3 separate regions of the Mus musculus genome follow, and regions 1 and 2 are each linked to region 3. Evidence: chromatin contacts called from public promoter capture Hi-C data. All regions are on one chromosome and are shown on one strand. The core of a region is the stretch at or near the end of the contact, and the rest is flanking DNA. Distances in the headings are between cores, read along the strand shown. Region 1 holds the start of Ankle2 (ankyrin repeat and LEM domain containing 2). Region 2 holds the start of Golga3 (golgi autoantigen, golgin subfamily a, 3). Region 3 holds the start of Zkscan14 (zinc finger with KRAB and SCAN domains 14).

Evidence for each region. Promoter capture Hi-C pulls out the DNA fragments that hold promoters and counts their contacts.
Region 1: a contact with region 3 is called in a promoter capture Hi-C map of cranial neural crest. The contact joins the promoter of Ankle2 here to the promoter of Zkscan14 in region 3. A contact is called at or near these places in 6 of 39 promoter capture datasets (the C10 cell line, cranial neural crest, frontonasal cranial neural crest and 3 more).
Region 2: a contact with region 3 is called in a promoter capture Hi-C map of second pharyngeal arch cranial neural crest. The contact joins the promoter of Golga3 here to the promoter of Zkscan14 in region 3. A contact is called at or near these places in 5 of 39 promoter capture datasets (cranial neural crest, frontonasal cranial neural crest, maxillary cranial neural crest and 2 more).

Annotation. Positions count from the first base shown.
Region 1 is chr5:110,228,331-110,232,282 of GRCm38.p6, reverse strand. Ankle2 (ankyrin repeat and LEM domain containing 2) reads right to left here and starts at 1,279. Exons shown (of 13, transcript NM_001253814.1): 1 at 860-1,279. The coding sequence starts at 1,046.
Region 2 is chr5:110,174,357-110,178,261 of GRCm38.p6, reverse strand. Golga3 (golgi autoantigen, golgin subfamily a, 3) reads right to left here and starts at 1,405. Exons shown (of 24, transcript NM_001347389.2): 1 at 1,340-1,405. It overlaps Gm15787 (predicted gene 15787), which reads left to right and starts at 1,758. Exons shown (of 3, transcript NR_040431.1): 1 at 1,758-1,945.
Region 3 is chr5:145,200,304-145,203,757 of GRCm38.p6, reverse strand. It overlaps Zkscan14 (zinc finger with KRAB and SCAN domains 14), which reads left to right and starts at 1,876. Exons shown (of 3, transcript NM_023322.2): 1 at 1,876-2,478. The coding sequence starts at 2,083.

The DNA.
Region 1 (3,952 bases), core at 30-2,529, about 35 Mb after region 3:
ACGAAAACAAAACCCCCAAGAAACCAACGACTGCTAAGAAAGGGTTGATATGTATGTCAGTGGTAGAAGACTTGTCAAGATGTGCCACGCCTTGAGTTTTATACCCAGCCCTAAGTAATTAAAAAATGAAATTGTGTTTAAGTTCATAGTAGCAAATGGAGCCTCTGTTACCCGTAAGATCTTGTTAGGGTTGGGTTATCTCTAAAGTTCTAAAGTTGAGTTAATGGCTTAAAATGTCATTTTCCTTCTAGAAGAATTACTTTTCATCTTCCACTAAGAACTAGATTTAGGAGAAAGTGAGCGTTAGTGAAAAGTGGCTTCATACGAACACATACCTCGGGCTGGTGAAAGAGCACACCGACTGCTCTTTCCGAAGGTCCTGAGTTCAAATCTCACAACCACATGGTAGCTCACAACAAGAGACCTGACGCCCTCTTCTGGTGCGTCTGAAGACAGCTACAGTGTACTTATTTATAACAATAAATAAATCTTTGGGCGGGGGGCCGATCGGAGTGAGCGAGCAGGGTTGACCCGAGCGAACAGAGGTCCTAAATTCAATTCCCAACAACCAGATGAAGGCTCACAACTATCTGCACAGCTACAGTGTATACTCATAGACATAAAATAAGTAAATCTTAAAAATAAATTTAAAAAATTCTAAAGAAATCTTAAAAAACAAAACAAAAACAAAACACATACCTCGTAAACATGGGATTACAGTTTAGAGAGGTGGAGAGAAGAAGTGCTAACAGGGCTGTGGGTTCTCATCAAAAGTTTCCAAAATATCCGCGATAGGGTCTTACCGTATCCAGGGGGCGTGGAGAGTGAGGTTTTCCTCCCACGACTGACGCTGCCTTACCTGGCTGTGCGGCCACCGCTTCAGACGCGCTGGGCGGAGAGGAGAGCGTCCCGCAACGGTTCAGGTCCCGCGGCCGCTTCTCTAGCCGGCGGACCAGCCAGCGCACGGCGATGAACAGCACCGAGGCGCCCAGGAGCTCCCAGGCCAGGGCCGCCCACTCCACCACAGCCAGCCGCTGCCACAGCATCGCCACCGCCGGCGCCGAGGCCTTGAGCGCGGCCGCTGCAAATGCAGCCCGCGTCGCTCCCGCCTCCGGCCCTCAGAAGACCGCTCGCCTCGCCACGGGAGTCGCGCCTGCCCCAAGCCTCCTCCTCCGCCCGGCCGTGGTTAGACCAGGCGGGCTGCGCGCGCAGTGCGGGCCGTCCCGTTTCCCAACGATCAGGCTAGAACGCGGCCCGGAACGCAGCCTCAGGCGGCTCCGGAGGCAGCCCGGGGTCCTGATTAACGCGAGCGCAGCCCGGCAGTGGCGCGGGCAGCTTGGTCGGGGTCCTGAGTCGGACTCGGCGCGCTGCCTGGCGCGGCTCGCTCTTCAGGTGCGCCGCCCCGAGTTGTCGCTGCTGGAGAGCGCGAGCGGGCTCCTGGGTCACCCAGACTGTGTGTCATCCCGAAGCCAGCAGAGCTGGGGCCATAGTGCTTGACTGATAGGGGCTGAGGATGAATACGGCGGCCAGAAAGCCCAGCTCTGCCTCCTGTTGTTAATGAAGATTTTCTCTGGAATACAGGCAGAATGCCTATACCATTCCGACGGATAACGCGAAAGCCTACCTAGCACTGGGATTAAAGATGTGAGCCACCATGCCAGGCTGCTGATTTTAATTTTTGAAGTCCTTTTCTAACCTTTGTTTTTCTTTTTTGAGTCTTAACTATATATCCCCAAACTGGCCTTATGCTGGAGATCTGCCTCCTTGAGCTCGCAGAAATGTGATTACAAGCATGTCACATTAATTTCTGCCCACAGATCATGAGCTATGGAAGCCCGTGATGGTGTAGAGGCTTCTCACATGTACTCTGAGTGGTCTTTAGAAGGCAGAGTGGAGGATGGAGGCCTGTTCTGTTCAAATGTGTATCCTACCTCCTGCCAGTGAGAACTTGGTAAGACCAATTCTCACTATCCGGAGAGGGTGGCCTGAGGAATGGCCTAAAAAGGCCTGAGTGGAGGCCCCGACACGTTCAATTTACAGGTTACCAGCCAAGAGTCAGATATACATACCCTTCAGGTCATATCTTCAGTTAAAGATGTTACTTACTCCTCAGAACAGTCTCAGGGAAGCCAAACTAGATGACTTGAGAAATGCTAAGATGAATTTCCAGTTATTTTTATAGCCCCAGGATTAGAAAGCTAATTTAGATGTATTTCAGTATTTAGCTGGGCGTGGTGGTGCACATCTTTAATTCCAGACAGAAGCATGTGGATATCTGTGTTCGAGGCCACCCTGGTCTATAGATCCAGCCCAAGAGGCATCCAAGACTAAGTAGCAAAACCTTGTCTCAAAAAAACCAAGATAAATAAGTTAAATTTAATTATAGGCAGATGGGTAAAGTAGTATTAATTCCTTAAAGAAACAGGTACAGGAATATGTCATAGAGCAGTGGAGAACAACTTTTAATGTTTTGTCTTTTGCTTCATAATTGTGTTTATTTAAAGAGACCATGTGGGGTGGGGGGCTGAAAAGATGGCTCAGCGGTTAAGATCACTGACTGCTCTTCCAGAGGTCCTGAGTTCAATTCCCAGCAACCATATGGTGGCTCACAACCATCTGTAATGGGTTCTGATGCCCTCTTCTGGTGTGTCTGAAGACAGCAATGGTGTACTTTCATACATAAAATGAATAAATCTTTTAATAAATAAATAACCATTGTTCATTAAGACTGTTAGATCTGTGTGTTATAACTAAAACATTTACTTGAAACCTAGGCAGCTGAGGATCTTGAGTTCAAGACCAGCCTGTTTCAAAACCAAAGACTTGCCGGGCGTGGTGGCGCACGCCTTTAATCCCAGCACTCGGGAGGCAGAGGCAGGCAGATATCTGAGTTCGAGGCCAGCCTGGTCTACAGAGTGAGTTCCAGGACAGCCAGGGCTACACAGAGAAACCCTGTCTCAGAAAAACAAAACAAAACAAAAACAAAAACAAAGACTTACCAGAAATGTACTATACTTTCAGAGATCTGGCCATATGTTATATGCTGTTGGTCTCAGCCCATAGTAGAGAATTCAGTAGAGAGAATTGGGAACAGCAGCATCCAGGAGCCTGAGGTTTTCAGGTGGAGACATATAACTAAGCTAGGACAAACAGCAGGCCAGGAATAATGGTCTATGGGTTGCAGCTAGGCCTACCAAGCTGGCTAGGAGGTCTACTTTCAGAGTGAAAAGGTATGTAAGTGTGGAGAAAGCCCACTGTGACCTTCCTGATGGAGATAGTAATGTTATACAAAAGTGGACAAAGGGTAGTGGAATGCATATGGAAATGCTAATTTAATGTTTAGAAAACTTGATGAGGGGTGTATAAGTCAAGATTGCTCCTCCATAGAGTTAACTACACTAGGATATTCATAATAGAACACACGAGTATTTTACTGTGAGGGTAATACTTGACCCTAATTATGTATTTAATTCATTCTCTCTCTCTCTCTCTCTCTCTCTCTCTCTCTCTCTCTCTCTCTCTCATGCATATCCTAGAAGCTTCTGGAGCTGACCTGAAGAGTGAGCACTTTTTACCTGGGCTGTTATAACTGCAGCCTAATAGGTGCCATCTTCAACTTTTTTTTTTTTTGGTTTTTCGAGACAGGGTTTCTCTGTAAAGCCCTGGCTGTCCTGGAACTCACTTTGTAGACCAGGCTGGCCTCGAACTCATAAATCCGCCTGCCTCTGCCTCCCGAGTGCTGGGATTAAAGGCGTGCGCCACCACATCCGGCTAACTCTTTTTTTATTAGATATTTTCTTCATTTACATTTCAAATGCTATCCCGAAAGTCCCCTATATCCACCACCCCACCCCCCATCTTCAACTCTTTTTTTTTTTAAGATTTATTTATTTATTATATATAAGTACACTGTAGCTGTCTTCAGACACTCCAGAAGAGGGCGTCAGATCTT
Region 2 (3,905 bases), core at 156-2,655, about 35 Mb after region 3:
TAAAGCAATTGGCCAAAACCCAGCTATTTTTAAATCTGAGCAACTTTCATTTCTTCTGTTTCCTTTCTTTTATAAGAAATAGGGAAGAAACAAGATTTTCCAGATTTGTGTCTGTGTTCATACGCACAGTTGTGTGGAGGGCAGAGGACAACTGAAGAGTGGATGCTTTCCTTCCACCACAGGGCTCCCAGGGAACTCAGGTCATCAGACTCTATAACATTCAACCACTCAGAAGTCTTTCCGATCTGCTTTTGGATTTTTTAGACAGAATATTGCTATGTAGCATGGGCCTCAAGCTGGCTGAGGTCTTCCTGTCTTGACTTCCCAAGAGCTGGTATAACAGACATGTGCCACCCTATCCAGGCTTTTCCTTTTCTTTCCATTCAAGGTACACTGTATCTGAGTCATTAACGGACTATAAAAGTCAGGCGGCATTTGTAAATGGTTTACAGTGTCCTACTGACAATAAAATACAAACTTCTTAGCCTCGACCGGAGACCACTTTAATTGGGTTCCTACTTATGTCTGTACCCCTCACATGCTGTGTCTTTTTTCATTATCTGGCTATATCATGCATCCAGAAGTACAACTGACTCTCCATAGGGTCTCTACACTTCTTGTTCACTTTTCTTGAGACATTCCTCTCAATAATTTTGCACAAACGATTCTTGTCATGGAGGCCTGTCTTGACTCAAAGGTAAACTCTTCCGAAGGTTGCACAAACCTAATCCTCTCAACTGTTTTGAGTTGTCAGTATACCTCCACCAGAAAGTGATGAAAACAGAGACCAAAACACTACTGTATCCTGGGACCTTTTACAAACAGGGCCTCTTTTTCTATAAACATTCAGTAAGCGCCCGTGGGAAGGTGGTAAGCTGTTCGCCTAGCTCTCTCTGGTCACTGACTCCACTGACCATGTTCAGCAAACACCTCTGAGCACCAGAATCAAAACAACCTAAGTCCCCCACGCACTGTACGACTTGCCACCATGTCACGTTCGTCATCAACTGCAAAAGGAGCAGACTTCAAACACGCTGACCCAACCAAGCAGCAGTAGCAACGCTCTCAGGGCAGACCGCATTCCGTGGGTGCAGAAGCAGTCTCTGCATTTACTGACAACCCAGCTGCGAGGCAGGTTTCCAACCCCACGGAGTAAAAGCAAAAACTGACTTGAGCTGACCGCGGCTGACCCAAAGTCTGCGCGACCCTCACCGGACTCTGCATCCGCCTTGCCCCTGTACGCCTCTCTGGGCGCGGCCAGGGTTGCCCCAACAGTTCCTCCACGGTCCTCTGCCACAAGGTCCCGACCCTCCTCAGTAATAGCCCCCAAAACCCTCACCGGTTCCGGCCCAACCCTGCGGCTCCGGTAGGACGTGGCTGTGCAAGGGGCGGGGCGCAACAGGGTACCAGTCTCGGGCAACCCCCCGGAAACAAACGGTCCGCGAGGTCTTCGTTCCGGAAGAGAGGCTGCCCTCAGCGGCCAGTAGCCACTTTCAAATTGGGGTTGGTATGGATCTCCGGACAGATTGAGATATCCTTCAGAAAGTGGACTTAAAATTTTGTGTGCCTTCCCTTCAGAGGAACAACTTCCAGCCTAAGAGACGAAATCAGGACAACCCTCCCCCCCCCCCCAAAAAAAGAAAAACGCTTCCGGTGGTAGTGACGTTGGACTCGCCACGCTCCCGCCCCTCGCGGCCTTCTGACTGGTGGGTATGACGATCCACGTGGCCACGCCCCCGGGGCGTGGCTTCCCCGCCAGACACCGCCTCCACCACAGTTCTGACAACTTGTTCCTAAGTGTTTGTCAGTCTTGTTTGTATTATTGCCAGTGTTATACATGGCCGGACACTGCGCCACGCGACTGCATTGCCAGCCACGAGGAAGTCTGACAAGTATCACAAGCTCGAGGACTGACTGGACTATAAAGTGGGACTTGTCTTAAAAGGTAAAAAGACGTCTGCGGTGTAGTTCAGAACTCTTGGGTTCAGTCTCTAGTATGTGAAGATAGGAAAGGAGAGGAAGTTCTCACAACACAATATTAAACTATTGCCACTGCTACATGGGGAAAATGCTAAGTATACATTTTGTTTTCAGTGCTCGAGATTGTATCCTGGGCCTTGAACATGTCTAGTAACCTCCCCACCTCCAAGCTACATTTCCAACCCCAAATAAAAATGACCAAAGCTTTACAAAGATATAATTTACATGCTGTAAAGTTTGCTCCTGTTTACGATTTTATCATTATTTCTGTTTCTGAGTGTCCTTGCCTGTACATTTCATACCAATAGGGTTCATATACTGTATAGCTTTGAGTTCTTTTTCAAATTGTATCCATGTTGTACATCTTTTAGTGCTTCGTTCTTATTGCTAATATCCTATTGTTTGGATATTTCCCTTTTGTTTCTGCTCATCAGTCAATGAACAAATTTGAAGGGTCTTGAGGTAGACAAAAGGACTGACAGGGTCCCAGCTTTATATGTCCAGGGGTTGATGGGGGAACCTGCTGTATCTACTGAGGACTGTTGTGTGCCAAGGACTTTGCCAGATGCTGTCTGCTTTCAGGAAACTTACTTCTTGGAGGGAAATAGTAAAAAACAGACATACAAGAGAGTAGATGATGTCAGAGCTGAATAAAGAGACAGGTGGGTAGACATTCTGCAATCTTATGGATTATTGAGAAAGGACCTCTCTGAACCTGGTGAGTGGCTCAGCAAGCAAGGTCACTTGCAGCATAAGACTGGCAATTTGAAGCTTATATAGTGGTGGAAGAAGTGAACCAACTCTACAAGTTGGCCTCTAATCTCAACGTGTGCACTTTAATACACTCACCATATATATTTACACATATCACATACATACACAATAATAATTTTTTAAAAAAAATGTAGAGACATCTCATCAATCTGAGTCAATTTCTAAAGAAAACATAGCTGTGGAAAGATGCTTCAAACCTGCCCGAGAGGTTTGAGCATGATGAAGATCTAGGAGAGTGTTAAATACGAGTAGCACGAGGAGGGGAGATCGGTGTGAGCCTAGAGAATGGCCACATAGGGTCTGTGACAATGGAAAGGCAGATCTTTCAAAGATGTCAAAGGCTACAGTGATCAGAGTTAAGTACTGGCTCAGGCACAAACTCTGGCTGTGGGAACAGAGCTCATTCTTGTCACGTAGAATGCAGTTGCTCTTCGAGAGAAGAAGGATGATGCCTGGGTTTTGACCCGAGTCACAAGGTCATAAAATTTTCTGAGATGCTGAAGACCATGAAGGCGGGCTTTCATGGTATGTGTGGGTGGTGTGACAGCATCTACTTTGGAGTTTCAAGAAACTTTGAGATGTCAGAAAGACAAGTCATACACTATCCAGTCACAGGCATAAGGATATTGCATACTTCAGGGAGCTTCTGGAGTCTGTTACTCTCAGAGAGGACAATCTTTTGTGCAGTGTACGGAAGCTTCACCTGTCAATAAAAGATTGATAGCCTATGAGCTTAGGCAGGAAATAGGGAGGTGGAAGTTCCTGTAAAGAGAGAGGATCTGGAAGAGAGTCTAAGGCTTGGGAGAAATTTTCCTGGAACTCTTGATGATTGTCTCATGAACCCTGAGGAGAGATAAACAAGCCATGTCACAGGACTTGGAATAGAACAAATGGGTTAAGTTATGAGTTAGTTGGGGAACAGGTCCAAGCTTTTGGTCTAGGCATTTATTCATATATAACTCAGTCTCAGTTGTGATTTTGGGGAACTTGAGCGCCGGGTGAAAAGGCCCGTGGTAACAGTAGACTAGGAAGTGTTTTAAGTCCCAGTGTTTATTCCCTTTGACTTTAATATAAGCTACGGGGCTATATGTTCTGTGACATTTACACTAATGTCTGTTTAATGGTCCAAAGTGCTCAGGAGCAGGAGGTAG
Region 3 (3,454 bases), core at 627-3,126:
GGTGGTGGCGCACGCCTTTAATCCCAGCACTTGGGAGGCAGAGGCAGGTGGATTTCTGAGTTCAAGGCCAGCCTGGTCTACAAAGTGAGTTCCAGGACAGGCAGGGCTACACAGAGAAACCCTGTCAAGAAAGGAAGGAAGGAAGGAAGGAAGGAAGGAAGGAAGGGAGGAAGGAAGGAAGGAAGGAAGGAAGGAAGGAAGGAAGGAAGGGAAAGAAAGAGACAAAACGAATGCAGCAGAGGGAAGAAAGAGAGAGAAAAAGGAAGAAAAAAAGAGAAAAACAAAACAAACAAAACGAATGCAGCAGAGGGAAAAAAGCGCCTGTTGCTGTATCGGCTGAAAAGCTGAAAGATGCGCCCAGAGCATGGCAGCCAGGCGGCTGGGGAGAAACAATAGTTTGAAGACAGAAGTTTTGCTTAAAGCCTGTTACCCTAAATTGTAAATCCCATTTTAAATTATCTACCCCTCTCTTGAGGCGTTTTCATCATTTTCCAAGTCCTTCGAATACTGGTAGTATCAGAGAACCTGTTGTCACACTTCAGGGGCCCACCAAAACAGACTACCGTGGAATTGCAACCCCTGCCATCAGTGGAAGACCTAGTTACAGAACTAAGGTCACAACACTGGGGGCGGAGGGAAGGGCATCTCTCAAATCCACGACTGAAGCAAACTGTATTTTGAGGTGTACCCGGGACTGTCTAGCGGGCCATCTCACTCTAAATCACTCCTGTGGTTCACAACCTTCAGTAATTCTAGTTCTAGGGTATCCGATGCCCTCTTTCTGGCCTCTGGCTGGCCCGGAACTCTCGTAGGCCAGGCTTCCCTAGAACTCACAGAGACCCGCCTGCCTCTACCTTCTGAGTTCTGAAATTAAAGGTGTGTGCCACTAATGCACTTCAAATTATTTGTTTGTTTTTTCAGGCAGGGTTTCTCTATGTAACCCTGGCTACCCTAGAATTTCTCTCTAGACCAGGCTGGCCTCAAACTGAGAGATTTTCCTGCCTCTGCCTCCTGAGTGATGGAGTTTTTTGTTTTTTAACGTGTACAGTGTCTTGCCTGAATTATATCTATGCATCACAAGTGTGCCTACTGGCCACAGGATGCCAGAAGAGGGCAGTCAGATCTCTTGGGATTAGAGTAAGTGTGCTTGTTCCTGTGGTGTCAGAACTAAACTCTGGTTCTCTGGGGTGTTTTTGGTTTTGGTTTAACGTGATTTATTTATTTTACCTGTCTGTTGTGGCACAAGGTTTTAAATCCAGAACTGGGGAGGCAGAGGCAGGCAGATCTCTGTGAGTTCGAGGCCAGTCTAGTTCCCAGAGCTAGTTTCCATAGCCGGGACTATACAAAAAAACCCTGTCTCAAAGAGTCAAAAACAATTTTTAAGTAATTAAAAGAAAAATATACATGTGTATATAGATAGATAGATGTAGATATAGATATAGTTTTACTTTATTTATGGCTGTTTGACCTGCACCATGTTGTGGGAGCCAGTAATTAAACCTAGATCCTCTAAAAGAGCAGCCTGTGTCTTTAACCGCTGAACCATCTCACCAATCCATCTTTTTTTTAAAATTTATTTATTTATATTTATTTTTTTCAAGACAATTTTTTTCTCTGTGTAGGACCCCCTATCTATCTAATCCATCCATCCATCCATCCATCCATCCATCCATCCATCCATCCATCCATCCATCCATCCATCCATCCATCCATCCATCCATCCATCCAATCTGTCATGACTGTCATGACGTGGCCTGCGGCCCCTTTAGTAAAATAAGAAAGGCGAACCATAGAGATGCATCTTAGTCCTCCAGGGCGCTTAGAAAGACCTTACGCAGGCGAGGCCTCTTCCCAGAGGCGGGGTTAATTACGCACTTCCGCTTCGGTTTGTTTTTCTGTCACCTGCCGAAATGAGAACTGAGAAGACCGGGTTCGCGTGTGTGCTGTGTCCGTAGTGGCCTTTTCTGGGCCTCGTTTTTGGAAGAGGGTAGCACTCCGCCTCGGTTTCAGAAAAGGTCCGTGAAGTCATTGGGCTTTGCTCTTCTAGAAAACAAGCTCGACCTGGACGGTCCAGAGGCTCCAATGGCTGCAGGCTCTGGGGTCGTCCCGCCACCTCTCGGTGCTGGGCTTTGTACGGTGAAGGTGGAGGAGGACTCTCCGGGGAATCAGGAGTCCTCCGGTTCCGGAGATTGGCAGAACCCCGAAACTTCTCGAAAACAATTCAGGCAGTTGCGCTACCAGGAAGTGGCCGGCCCTGAGGAGGCGCTGAGCCGACTTTGGGAGCTCTGTCGGAGGTGGCTGAGGCCCGAGCTGCTCTCCAAGGAGCAGATCATGGAGCTGTTGGTGCTGGAGCAATTCCTCACCATCCTGCCCCAGGAGCTCCAGGCCTACGTGCGGGACCACAGCCCTGAAAGTGGGGAGGAGGCTGCGGCCTTGGCGCGGACTCTGCAAAGAGCACTGGATCGGGCCTCTCCGCAGGTGAGACTCGAGTGGACTCTGCATGGCACCAGAGAGATGGCTTAGTGTTTAAGACCCTGAGCTGCTCTTCCAGAGAATGAACTCAGTTCCCAGGACCCCATATAGAGGGGGCTCACAACCATCTGTAGCTCTAGCTTCAAGTGATCTGATGCCATGTTCTAGGCATCTGCATTAACGTGCCCGCGTGCCCAGTCGTGATGATTCAGAGAATACAGCCTGGTTGTCTACACACACACACTTTGAATGAGAATGGCCCCTATATTTGAATATGTTAGGTCCATGAGAAGGCACCTTGGAAAAAATAAATACTCTTGATACTTATTACTGGTTTTGAGATACAGTTTGATTTTTTTTTTTCTTAAAGGTAGAGTCTCACTGTGTGTCCCTATCTGACTTGAACTCATTATATATTATACCAGACTGACCTTTAACTCACAGAGATCCACTTTTACTGTACCTCCAAAGTTCAGGGATTAAAGGTGTGGACCATCATTCCTAGCTTAATTGAAACAGAGCTCGCGTGTGCCTTTTAGAATACAATCTACAATCATTGTCAGTGTAAAAAGTCTAGTTTCTTTTTATTTTTGTTTCCTGTGTGTGACTATGTGTATGAGTGTATGCCACACGTGTAGGGGTGATCAAGGAGCACAGAACAAGGTAGTAGACCCCTGGAACTGGAATCACGTGCTGTTGTATGTTGCCTAATGTGGGTACTGGGCACGTAACACAGGTCAGTCTTCTAGAGAAACAGGAAGCACTCTTCTGATTCATCTCTCCTGCTCGTGAAAAGCTAATCTCAAAATATTCTTTAGATCCTCCCCACAAAATGCCATTTTATACTTTAGCTATGTTTTTCCATCTCAGCACGAGGGACATTTGGGTGAATGCTTAGTTGTTAGGGGCAGACATTCAAGCACTTCAGATTTTGGGATCTTGGGTTTCGAAAATGCTGGAGCACCGATTTCATTCCTGACTG